Regions from separate parts of the Rattus norvegicus genome. Here regions 1 and 3 are each linked to region 2. Evidence: chromatin contacts called from public Hi-C data. All regions are on one chromosome and are shown on one strand. The core of a region is the stretch at or near the end of the contact, and the rest is flanking DNA. Distances in the headings are between cores, read along the strand shown.

Region 1 (4,146 bases), core at 878-3,377, 190 kb after region 2:
TTAAAGATGATTTTCACGTGCAGGAAGAGGTTGGTAACACGCAGAGACTTAGTGACAGTGAGAGGAGCAGCAGCTGCCACCATGGGGAGAGCATGGATGGGGAGGTTGCTCCAAGCTGTCCCAGGCCCTTCACAAACAGGAGGAGGCAGCCCTCTGTTCAGCATCTGAACTTGAACAAACTTCTCACGCTGGAAGTTAGGAGGCGTTTGATTTATTTCTATCTGCACAACCTGTAAGTCACAATATTCTCCTGAATGACAAGCCTTGCTTAAGTGGCTAGTTCAAAGAAAGATCTAGTTTTGACTCTAGTATTTAAACTCAAAACTTTTTTCTTGCTTTATTAGCAAAAGTAAAGTCAACAAGATCCAGTCAGATTAATGAGTAGCCAAAAGTTCTAGCTAAGGGAAAACTATCTCTATTTATAACATCATCCTACTCTGCTTCGATTGACCTCAAATAGACAGATAACAGCCAGCCAGATGCTGATGAAGATAATAGATGACAGATAGATAGATAGATAGATAGATAATAGATAGATAGATAGATAGATAGATAGATAGATAGATAGATAGATAGATAGATAGTAGATAGATGGTAGACAGAAGTATATACATACATATAAACACACATAAGTACATGCATAGATATGTATGTATATAGTTAGACAGATGGATGATTGGTAATAGGCAGACAGACAGACAGAGTTCTTAGTTCATAGCATCTGGGGCCCTGGACATGTCTTTCTTGTGTTAACAGTTTCAATGCAACAGGTCAAGTTACTTGGGATGATCAGATCTTCTCCTACAAAGAGGAGACAGTGTTCTGGAATCCTAAGTGGCTTTGGCTTCAGTCTTGCAGTCAGAGATCCTTAGAGAGTTTCCAAGAGGATAGATACTCAAAGGTAAAATGACATAGGGCTCAGATTAAAGGAAAGTCTTTTAGTAGTTGTGTGCAATCTGGATCATTCCTGAGAAACAGACATTGTACAATGACATTCCTGAATGTTGCAGAGTGATAAACAACCCAACTTTTACTGGATTCTAAATAACAGTGCTCAGCTAACATGAAATTCTCTTCTGCCTTCATGAAGAATAAACAGATGAAATTAAAATTCATGCACATGCATCGGATGACAAAAAGAAAATAAAGTAAAAAGCAAACAAACAAAAACACGTGTTTCAACTTCTAACCTAGTCACATAGCCCTCTGTGAGTCGCTATCAAGGCTCTGTGGTTCTTGTACACCATTGGGCACATAAAAGTTCTCTGCACAGGGTTTTTTTTTTAAATTCAGTTTCAGAAGATAAAGTGAAGCCAAACAAATAGACAAAAAGAAACAAAGAAGTCAGATGTTTTCCTGTTGGCAAGATGTATTAATCTGAGTAAACACCGTGCTATCTCTCTGTTCTTTTTTTAGATTTGGGGAGTTGCTTTTCCCGACAGAACCTCTGGAATTGAGAGCTGTGCCTGGCAAAGATGCCCTTTGTCCCTCCTGCCACCAGCCTGCTCAGGGCACACAGGGCAATGTGATTCTGAGATAAAGCTTCCAAAGATAGAACTGCATGTTTTTCCCAGGAAAATCTGGCAAGAGCATGAAAGGCTGTTGGCTGTTTCCCACCACCCTGGAAGTCAATGCTCTCACACCTTGCTGCTTAAGCGTTTCCTAGTAGATAAATGAGAAAAACAAAACTCGACACTGAAGGGAAGCACTCCCTGCTTGATAAACTGCTAAAATGTAAATCTTATATGAAAAAGTCTGTGATATTCCAATAAGCATAATTTTCTATATTAACAGTAGGCACATTACTATTAGCATAAATAAACAGTAGAAAAATAACTCTGTAGCCCCTGCATTTTAAAGTTACTGATGGGTGGTAGCAAGATATTTCTACCAAGGACAGGTAGAAACAAGCTTTCTGGTATTAACTTACAAATGCCTTCACTGCAGTTTTGAATACAAGTGACACAAGACAAAGCCAGAAACCCACAAATGTGTATTTGCCATGCTGCACACACTCTGTAGCTCGGTCAAAGAAAGCTTTGAAAGGAGCCTTTAATTTTTAACCTAACCCCTACTCTGCAAGACTGACTGGTTTTGGTGGAGGAAAAAAATCCTATACTGCCACCTGCTGGCATATTATGGTCAATGCCACTCACAGAATTAGAATGACACTCAGATTAAAGCATTATGAGCGCTTTCTAATTAAATTTTTTTCAAAAACTGAGTATTGATCATATTTTCCCCTCCTCTCTCTCCACATCCCTACCCATGTAACTTCAATACAAGAACAATCTATTGATTCTTTTGTATCCTCCTCGAATTTGGAATAAAGTAAATAAAATATTTAGTGAATTAGTGATACACTGTTCTATATGTTTCTAAAAATAGAGAACAACCGTACTTAAGCACATTTTCCTGACAACATGACTTACACATTCATTGTACCATACTCCTCCAAAATGAAGTCAAGAGGAATGAGATGTGGCTCAGGTGGTAATGTTTGCCTAGCAGGCACAAGGCCCTGGGTTCAATCTCCAGTAACACTTAAACCAGCATTATGACGCAGGCCTTTAATCTTAGCATACTGTACATGGAGGCAGAAAGTGTAGAAGTTCGAGGTCATCCTCAGCTACATAGCAAGTTCAAGGCACCCTGTGCTACATGAGAGCCCTCTCCCTTACATGCACTGGCACATGCACCTGTGTGCACACACTTGCACACAAACACACACACACACACAAGCAAACACATACACTAACACACACTAACACACACACACAAGCAAACACACACTAACACACACACAAGCAAACACATACACTAACACACACTAACACACACACACAAGCAAACACACACTAACACACACACACACACACACACACACACACACACACACACGCACGCACGCACACACGACAATCAACTAAGTCTTGAAGAGGAAAGATCTTAGCATGCCTGTTTTCCCAGTATTGACAAATCACACTCCTATACGTAACTGGAGACATTTTAGTCCTTTAACAAGAATGCAACCCAAGACCATTATTTTTCATTTCTCCAGGCAATTTAAGTTCTAATGATGTCTACTTAGCAAAGCTGGAGAATCCAAAATGGAGATCCAGGGCTGGGAGTGTAATGGCCCCAATAGTACAATTCTACAACTCATCCCATAAGCTCCTTCAAATTCGGTCATGTCAAAGCCAGCGTCTCTGTAAACACTTCCTTTTCTCATTTTGGAGAATCTGACAAGTTTGGAAAGTCCTCAGTTTGGAACTGGATATGCAGCTTAGTACTCAAGAGCACTTGCTGCCCTTGCAGAGCGCCCAAGTTTGGTTCTCAGAGCCCATGCTGGGTGACTCACCACTATTAATTCAGTTCTGTGGAATGCAATGCCAGCTTCTCACTGTTACATAATAGCGTTCATGTGCGTATCCCCCCACTCCACATACAGACATATTAATAGAATAAAATAAATCGTTTTTAATTGAAAATAAATTATTTTCTTATACAATCCATCCTGACCACAGTTTTCCTCCCTTCACTCCTCCCAGCCTTCCCCACCTCCCTGCTTCCCAGCTACATCCCCACTCCATTTCTCTTCAGAAAAGAAGAGGTCTACAAACAACCGAACTGCAGACAAAACCCAGGCAGGACAAAAGAAGAAACAGTAAGGCAAGGAGAACCCTCATAGCAAGGCTGGACAAGATAACCCAACAGGAGGGAAACAGTCCCAAGAGCAGGCAAAAGAGTCCAAGACACACCCGCTAACACCCTTAGGTAGCCACCAAGCTAACAGTCATAACATACACAGAGGATCTGGTGCAGACCTAGGCAGGCCCTATGTCTTGCTGCCTTAGTCTCTGTGAGCTAAAAATAAAATACAGCTTTAAAAATCTCTTGTCTAGCCAAATGAGAAGAACATTCACTTTAAGTTAGATAGTATTTTTAAATATCCAGGCAGCTGGTAAATATGTTGCGTATTTCCTATGGAAACTATACCAACTGTACACTGTATGGCTTCTGACATGAAAAATTAAACCATTATATTGGGTAAAAATAAGCTATTGAAACATATTTTTAGTTCTTTTTGCCACAAATCATCCCTTACACAATTTTATGCCACGTTGTTTTGTCTATTCTAAAAAT
Region 2 (4,274 bases), core at 1,277-3,776:
ATTTTCAGGAAGATAATATAATTATGATTAATCTTTGTTCCTCTGGGACCATAAAACTTTCAAGGCCAAAGATTTGTGTATATGTAGACTGAGATTGGAGTCAGAGGCCAGTACTAATAAACACACAGAATCTTTTGACCAAGCCAGATTGGTCAAACGATGCAGGGACTGTATAGTTTACTAACTTTAAAAGAGTGGCTGGAAAGAAAGGTACATCACTTTGTAACCTCCCCAGTGCAATCTGTAGGAAGAAGGGTAATCACGGAGAAAAGGCCATCATATAAGGACTTTAAAAGGGTCCAGACAATTTAGGGATCACAGCTATATTAGGAAGGAGGTTGTCACCGAGCCAACACTTCCTTCCAGGCTCCTTCAACCTGATGAGGAAAAGACAAGATACAAGACATAGATCAAAACTGAGAGGAAGAGCTCAGGATGCACAGAAGGAAGCTAGCTCACTGTTCCTCACCTCTACCTCCCTTCGTTAGCCTTTAATGAATCAAACTTACCAAGCTAAGAAAGCAAACACATTTAACAAATTAGAACTCTAGATCTCAATGCTAGACTTTCTTGATAACACATGGCAATGTACTCATTGCCATGAAATTACATTGTAAAGAAATATGATGCCTATTGCTCAGTGCTATCAGCTATAGATAGATGATGATCTATCTACCCATTTAGTAGATGATACTATGACACAGCTTCGGGATTATACTATCTACACATTCTCTTTTTAGGAGATACTTTACAAAAGATAGCTAGGACACATGCACAAGTTGGATGGCTTACTCATTAAAACAAACCTTTCAGTGCCAACTCACTGATATTAACATTTGCTCTTGCATAAAGATCCAAAAGAAAAGAGAAAGAAAAACTGGCCAGTTGTTCTATAGTTTTGGAATAACCATTATCAACTGAATAGTACCAGGACACTGGCCATACAAAATTACTAGCAGTCCGCAGTCTACCATTAGTTAAGATGTTTAGGATTAAACTAGGCTTAATAGTGTTTTAGCCCTAGCTATTCAGCTGGCTGAAGCTGGGGGATTAATTGAGCCAGATACTTAAGGCTAACCTGTGCAAAATAGTCAAACTCTATCACCACAAAATTTTAAGCAAAAAACCAAAACCCACCAACCAAAGAGCACGCATGGACTGGTCAGAGGCCCCTGGATTGTAGCAGAAGGCTGCCTTGTCTCCTTCAGGGGGAGAAGATGTGCCTAATTCTGTTGAGACTTGATGCCCCAGGGTGGGGGATACCTGGTGAGGGGCACCATCTCAGGGGTGAAGAAGAGGGAGGAGGGGAAGAACTCTGCCTGGGGGTCCCAAGAGGGGGCATCATTTAGGATGTAAATAAATAAAACAATTAGTTAACTTTTAAAAGTTAAAAAATAACTAAGAAGGGCTAGAGAGATGACTTAGGAATTAAGAGTATTTGTTGCTTTTTCAGAGGACCCAGTTCAATTTCAGCACCCACATGGCAGCTCGCAACTGTCTGTATCTCCAAGGTCTCTGGTACCTTCATAAACATATACGCAGGCAAAACGCCAATGTATACTAAAAAAAAAATAATTAAAAGGCATAAGAAATTTGAATTTTATACCTGCCTCCAGTTGACATTTTCCCCATTTGAGTCCATTTTATTTCATTATTATAACTATCTTCAAATCTCAGTATCTGACTAAGCAGAAGCTATTCATAAAAACTCTGAATGATATTATTTGTGATGATTCTGAATGAACATTCATATAACAGCTGTTAATATTTGATGATTCTATAACATGCATACATTTAAATAACTACTTAATTGATGTATCTTACATGGGGCTACCTCATTCTAAATAGGCCACCATGTGACAAGTTTGAAAATATAACTTTTTTTTAAATGCTGGATTGATTTGCTGGGGTTCTAAGTGAGAAAAATCTATGCATAGACTTTACGACTTCTTTGCAAGATGGCCATAATCAAATACGTGAGTTCTGAGTCACCCTCAGGAAACACTGTGAACTATGTGAGCTGCAAGCTGACTGAGAGACCTCCAAGTCATCTTCTAAACAATAGCAGAATTCAGTGTCCACCTCCCTCCACACTTCTTACCCACCGTCATGTCAAAAAGAGATCTTAGGGTTTAATGTCCCCCACACACTCACAGGCTTTATATTTAGTATTCCATCTCAATTCTTTTACAAACACTCAGAAAAACATTTTTACAAAAACTTTCAAGGTCAGCCTTTGAGCAAACTTATACACCTTCTACATTCTTTTACTGGAAAATTCTCACATAAGTGTTGGTAAGGGGAGCTACACCATTCTCAAGAGCAACCAAATGGGCGAAAGTTGAGGATAATTCAGAACGAGCTTACTACTAAGGTTCACAGGGATAAGCTAGTGCTGTCTCGTGTGCGCATTTTGCTAAGGGACAAAGACTTACTATTCACTCAGGCTTTAAAGCAAAGCTTTTCCCACAGTACGTTTTCCTGGGGCACAGGTTCAGTGGATAGCTTTTGCTGCATGCTCAGGGCCTTGGGCTTGGTTCCAGCATACTGATAAATATCGGTTGATCCAGCTCAGTAATCTTTCCTTGGCTTAGTATTAGTTTTTGTTTGCTTGCTTGTTTTGTTTCTATTACAGAGAAGCAAAACTTAGAACAAATGTTTCTGGTAATGTGAAAGTCACATGAACAAGCCTAGATGTATTAACTTGATTATAAGCGAGTTAAGGTCACTCATCTCCGAGTGGCTTAACTGAATTGCTACCGGATAAAATAATCCTACGTTGGAGTTAGAGAACTAGTGAAGAAACTAAAAAGAGCTGCAAATTTTAGTGATTTTTACTTATTTATATTGTTCTACACAGAAAAAAATTATTTTGTTAAAATGAAGTTTTGGTGATGAGCATGTGGCATCCAAGGGTACAGAAAGGGCGACGCTGTGACACAGACAGTGAAAGCTATGAAACTGGGGGCTTTGAAGAGGTTGGCTGTAAAACTTCATAGGCCTTAAACAGGATAATCAGAGAAAAGGAGAACCAAAGACTACCAGAGAGTTATCAGAATATCAGAATTATCGGAGAGTTTAGATAATCCCTATCTCATTTTCTTAGGGGGAGAAAGGAGAGAGAAAAGGACAGAAAAAGGGGGAGGGGAGGAAGGCGGGGGAGAGAGGAGAGGGAACAAGAAAGGGGAAGGGGAGAAGGGGAGAGGAAGAGCAGGGAAGGGAATGGTGTACAACTGTGTTACTCCAACTGTGCTACTCGAAGATGCTCAGTAAGCCCCCTGGAGTTGCAGGGAGAATCAGCTCTGGTGTTAACACCTAAGTAAGAAATGTCAGTAGAGACAGCCAGCAGCTTGGCAGGCTGGCCTTGCAGCAAGCTAGAAAAGGTCATCCGGGCGAGCAAACCTACACTTTAAAAGTTTACTGGAGCAAAGTCTCACAAACATGTTTGTGTTGCATTGTGCAAGAGAAAGCTGGCATGAGATCATTCTGGTTGTTCCCAAAAGAACCTTCTAGAAGGGTCAGAAGGTTGCAGCTGAGAGAGGCTGAGTATTACTGAGTTGCTCGAGACTACAAATATTAAAGAATTTTCTGAAAGGTAGCTTCTAACTTATGACTGTACCAACTAAGTAAATATGACATTATTTCCCTGCCTGCTTTTTCTATTCCTTCTCCTTGTGTTCCAACTCAGGAGAACTGGAAATAAAGACTTGTTAACATAGCTAAAAAGGGGTAGAAAAAAAGAAACGGACTGACAGCTCATTCTGCCTAAATCTTAGCCATTGGAAGAGCAGTCATAGTGACAAATTAGAAGCAGCTCTGACAATTCTATTGAACAAAACATGGAAACAACTAAGAGACTGACCGAAGAGCAACTGTTAAGAATGATTAGCAGTTGCAAGAGGCTTTCCTGTATTTTATTTAGAATTTTATTGAATTTATTATGAAGAAAGACACGGAGTAGAAGGTGAGTATGATCACATTTTATGCGATTGTCAAAGAAGTAATACAAATATTGTATCTTAAAAGTATCAAGCACAAAGGAACAACACAATAGTATTGCTTTATGACTTTACCTCATCAGTCAAACATATTAATAAGATATAAAAATAGAGTCGGATCACTACTTCTGTTATTCAGCACTAACTGCCCTAGTTAGCAGATGAATGTGTTTGAGAGGTTTTATCCTTTACTTTCAGGTAAGGTTGTCAGGGATTACCTTAAAGGGCACTCACATAGCCTTTCTAGGCTTATCAAGCATTTCTATACATCTTCTC
Region 3 (3,858 bases), core at 527-3,026, 130 kb after region 2:
CTCATGCTTGCTCTCCGTGATATGATCTGGAAATGAGTCAACAGAGCCCAGTGCTATATTGTTACCATTCTCAACTAATGTACAATCAAACAGTCAACGCTGTATGAAAGATACACTTATGAAGCGACTGTAATTAGAAAGAAGTGTGGAAGACATCTGCTATGAAGTTATGTCAATTGGAATTAAAAATTGAATATGGCATACTATCTATAGTGGAGCTGAAACCATATAAAATATGTTCCTTCATCTAGTGAACATGAAATAACCAGCATGGAGCCTTAAAAATCAGTACTAAGGCTTCACCACAAAAGGATCTATTTAATCAGTTGACATAGAATTGCTTCAAGTATTAATAAAAGTGTAAAAAACTTAAATTTTAAGGTCTTGTCTTTTCTTTCTTTTTTCCTTGCTTCCTTCCTTCCTTCTTTCCGTATTTCTTTCTTTATTTATTTACTTATTTATTTTTGTTTGTTTGAGACAAATTTCTTCATGTAGTCCCCGAACTTGCTCTGTAGATCAGGCTGGTCTTGAACTCACAGAGCTCCACCTGCCTCTGCCTCTCTCTGCCTCTCTCTGCCACTCTACCTCTCTGCCTCTCTCTCTGCCTCAGCCCCTCTGTCCCTCTGTCCCTCTGTCCCTCTGCCCCTCCACCCCTCCCTCTGCCTCTGCCTCACTGCCTCTCTCTTTGCCTCTGCTCCTCTGCCTCTCTGCCTCTCTGCCTCTCTCTCTGCCTCAGCCCCTCTGTCCCTCTGTCCCTCTGTCCCTCTGTCCCTCTGTCCCTCTGCCCCTCCACTCCTCCCTCTGCCTCTGCCCCTCTGCCTCTCTCTCTGCCTCTGCCCCTCTGCCTCTGCCTCTGCCTCCCAAGTTCTGGGATTAAAGGTATGTGGCACCACCACCAGATTACAAACTTTAGTGTATCTTTATATATTTTAAACATTTTCAAATCATAAAACTATTCAAGTGTCATTTCAAGTGAAATTAAAAATTGCTACATTTAATTCATGTTTTGAGAAATCAACATTGCCTTGTTAAATATAAAGCCTACTTGCAATTAACTTACAGGGATGGGATTCTGGAAGGAATCCCATTGATATAATAGAAGACAGATGCAGGGACAGTACATATTCAATGGGAGGTCAATGGCATCTTGGGTATAAAGAACATCCCATAATATCTTGCCATACCTTGTTTCCCCATGTCCTGATCCTGTGTCAGACTTAAACCCATAAAAGCTATGAGAGGCATTTACAGTTTTATCTTTCTAAAACAAGTTATTTCAATACAACCCTGCTACCCAAATGGATTTTTTTTAATTAAAAACCAGAAGTATGAACAAATGATTTTGGTATCCATAGCCAGAAGCCTTATCATCAGCGTCTCCATGTTTACACATATTAAATATGAATTCATGAGCCAAAGCCAACTAATATGTTGTTTTGAAGTTTCTAATCTCAGGACTTTATTTGAGGATGGGGCACGCCCATGTATTCCACTATCCAAGGGCAAAACCAGAGATCCAAAGGCTGGGCTCCACCCATCTATGATCCCTGTGGGGGTGGGAACCTGACAAACACCAGCGGTCCCAGCAGCCCTGACTTGCAGTTTAGAACCCAGTGTGCACTTCTTACTCTCTTCCCAACCCCTTTCCAACCAAACCCCAAATCAATGTTAATTTTTGAGGATGTTTTGAGTTTCTAAAATAGATTAGTCTCAGACACAAAGGAAAAATAAACAAGGTCTTTAGCCTAGTCATGCTCCGCTTCTGTGGTTTGTCCCCAGACTTCCGACCAAAGGGCACAGAGATTAATAAGTAATGCTAAAGTCAGAGATAAGTTAGACATCTACTGAAATTGTAAGCCAAAATCCACAATTACGCCATAAAACAAACCTTAAAATAATTATTTTAGTATCCAGTTCTTCTAAACCAAAGTATTGGCTATTTTTAACTTTTAATTACTGTTCAACAATGATAAATAGTGCCGTGTAAGCTATAATTAAAGATAGATTTCATAAACTGTATTTAAGTAAGCATTTTCTACATAACCTTTACCACATGCTAATAACAACTACTATCAAGTCTGCTTCTGAAAAAAAAAAAAGGAGAGTTTATAGTTGTGAGAAGAATGGTTTGTTCTGGTTTTGTCTGTTATATTAATACCTAAAAGTTGGGAAAGCAAAGGCCACAAGCACAAGCATCACACCTCCCTGAGATTTGATGGGAACACCTGGGCAGAGACTATGAAACCACAGCGCTCATAAACCTTTGCATTACTTTAGAGTCCTGGGCTCCTAAGAGATCCTGAAGGTAATTAAAATGTATTTCAGTGTGGCCCTGTGGTAACTGTTAATTAGCAGAGGAGTCCTGGCATCGGGTTGCTGTTGTCGTTTGTGTGGGTAATAAATTCCCTGATGGACCTAAAGTTCTTATCATTAACCATTTGACATGTGAATGAGGTGAACAGGAACTGAGGGCAGTATTAGGTAAAAATAAGCGAAAAGCATTACTTTCGCTAAAAGTCAATTATTAGGTAAAATAGTATTTATAAAAGTTTGCATTATTTTTACTTAGTAAGATGTTTATTAAACAGTTTTGTTTGTTTGTCGGTGACAGAGTGGCAGATTAGCTCAAGCTGGCCTCTGTTTCAGTGTCCAGCTAAGGCTGGCCTCAAACTTAACCCTTCCACTTCATCCTCCAGAGAGCACTATGTTACAGTCATACGCCATCACATGTGGGCTTATAGTTATATCTCGATCTGTATAAATCCAAACTTTTCCTCCAGAATTAGGCCTAAGCAACTTATTTCTATTCAATACATACATAATCTTAGACAGATTAGCAAAAATACCCTTTCTCATTCTAATAAAACCAGCTTAATTGTTCTTTTAAAAACAGGAGTAAGACCGTATCATTCAAAGATCTGTTGAAGATTCATATGGAAATGCCTCCCTAAAGGAGTTAGAGAAGTAGCTGATACAGAACATAACTTCCCTCATGAATAGTTTGGGGCCTTTAATGTGGCTCTAGGGTTACCGGAGCTTGCCAGAGAGCTGGAGGACCTGATTTGGTCCAGGGACCTACACTGTGGGATGAGAGGGCTAATTCCCCCTTCAAGTAGTCGTCTGACCTCTATATATTGCAGAAATAAGTAAGGAAACATTGTACACTGAATTTTTAAAAAATAATTTTTGTTCAGCTAAACAGAGTGATTTGATTTTTACACTAAAGTTTAGTGTGGGGTGAAGACCTTACTAGAGATCTCAAATTCCCCATGACGAAAATCTACATAGCAATCTACCTACAAAGATTCAGGTCGCTGAGGCAGAGCAAAAGTATCACATAGCAATAAGAAACATAGTATGTTCCCGATAAAATAGACACATGTATGTACCTTGAGAGTGCACTGCCTGTGTTCCCCTGTGGACATTCATGATGCTCATTTTAGAATGAAGTTTCACGGAAAGGAAGCTCGTGCTTGGGATTATATTTAGAAAATCACTCAGCCGTGGGAGAAGAAGCAGCAGTTGTGATAACTACACTTACAACTGTCAGGAAAACGCAGCTATGTTTCCACATCAAATTCAAATTTACTGCAATGAACTAAATATAAAACCCAAAGACATGTATTTACACCCTGCTCTTTAGGTTAACTACTATCGTAACCCTAACAGAATCGTCAACATCTTACTACTCCATGCGTATATTAAGTTAAAACATTTTCTACTAATCACTTTTAAAACTGAAATTTTTGCATATCTCCACCAAAATCAAAGAAAGTACTCTCCACAAAGATAATAGTTTAAATCCTAATCCAAGAGATGTTCAATAGACTCTAGAACTTCAAGTTTATGCCTTAGACC

Evidence for each region. A called contact is a pair of places that touch in the nucleus more often than the background predicts.
Region 1: a Hi-C map of liver shows a contact between it and region 2, with 6 times the contacts expected there. The contact joins two enhancer-like sites. A contact is called at or near these places in 3 of 12 Hi-C or Micro-C datasets (kidney and liver).
Region 3: a Hi-C map of liver shows a contact between it and region 2, with 4 times the contacts expected there. The contact joins two enhancer-like sites. A contact is called at or near these places in 3 of 12 Hi-C or Micro-C datasets (kidney and liver) and 1 of 1 datasets of contacts at active chromatin or transcription factors (oligodendrocytes).

What each region holds. Positions count from the first base shown.
Region 1 is chr2:13,381,789-13,385,934 of GRCr8, forward strand. The region is part of intron 84 of Adgrv1 (adhesion G protein-coupled receptor V1); the gene reads right to left. Among named protein-coding and RNA genes, the nearest start is that of Rnu1-149, 260 kb to the left of the region's middle. Within about 2 kb of position 2,128, at least 9 of the 93 cell types and tissues checked have an H3K27ac peak or open chromatin away from gene starts, as enhancers often do. A contact at or near this core is called in liver, where this site is marked.
Region 2 is chr2:13,192,610-13,196,883 of GRCr8, forward strand. The region is part of intron 86 of Adgrv1 (adhesion G protein-coupled receptor V1); the gene reads right to left. Among named protein-coding and RNA genes, the nearest start is that of Rnu1-149, 67 kb to the left of the region's middle. Within about 2 kb of position 2,527, at least 3 of the 93 cell types and tissues checked have an H3K27ac peak or open chromatin away from gene starts, as enhancers often do. A contact at or near this core is called in liver, where this site is marked.
Region 3 is chr2:13,325,470-13,329,327 of GRCr8, forward strand. The region is part of intron 84 of Adgrv1 (adhesion G protein-coupled receptor V1); the gene reads right to left. Among named protein-coding and RNA genes, the nearest start is that of Rnu1-149, 200 kb to the left of the region's middle. Within about 2 kb of position 1,777, at least 6 of the 93 cell types and tissues checked have an H3K27ac peak or open chromatin away from gene starts, as enhancers often do. A contact at or near this core is called in liver, where this site is marked.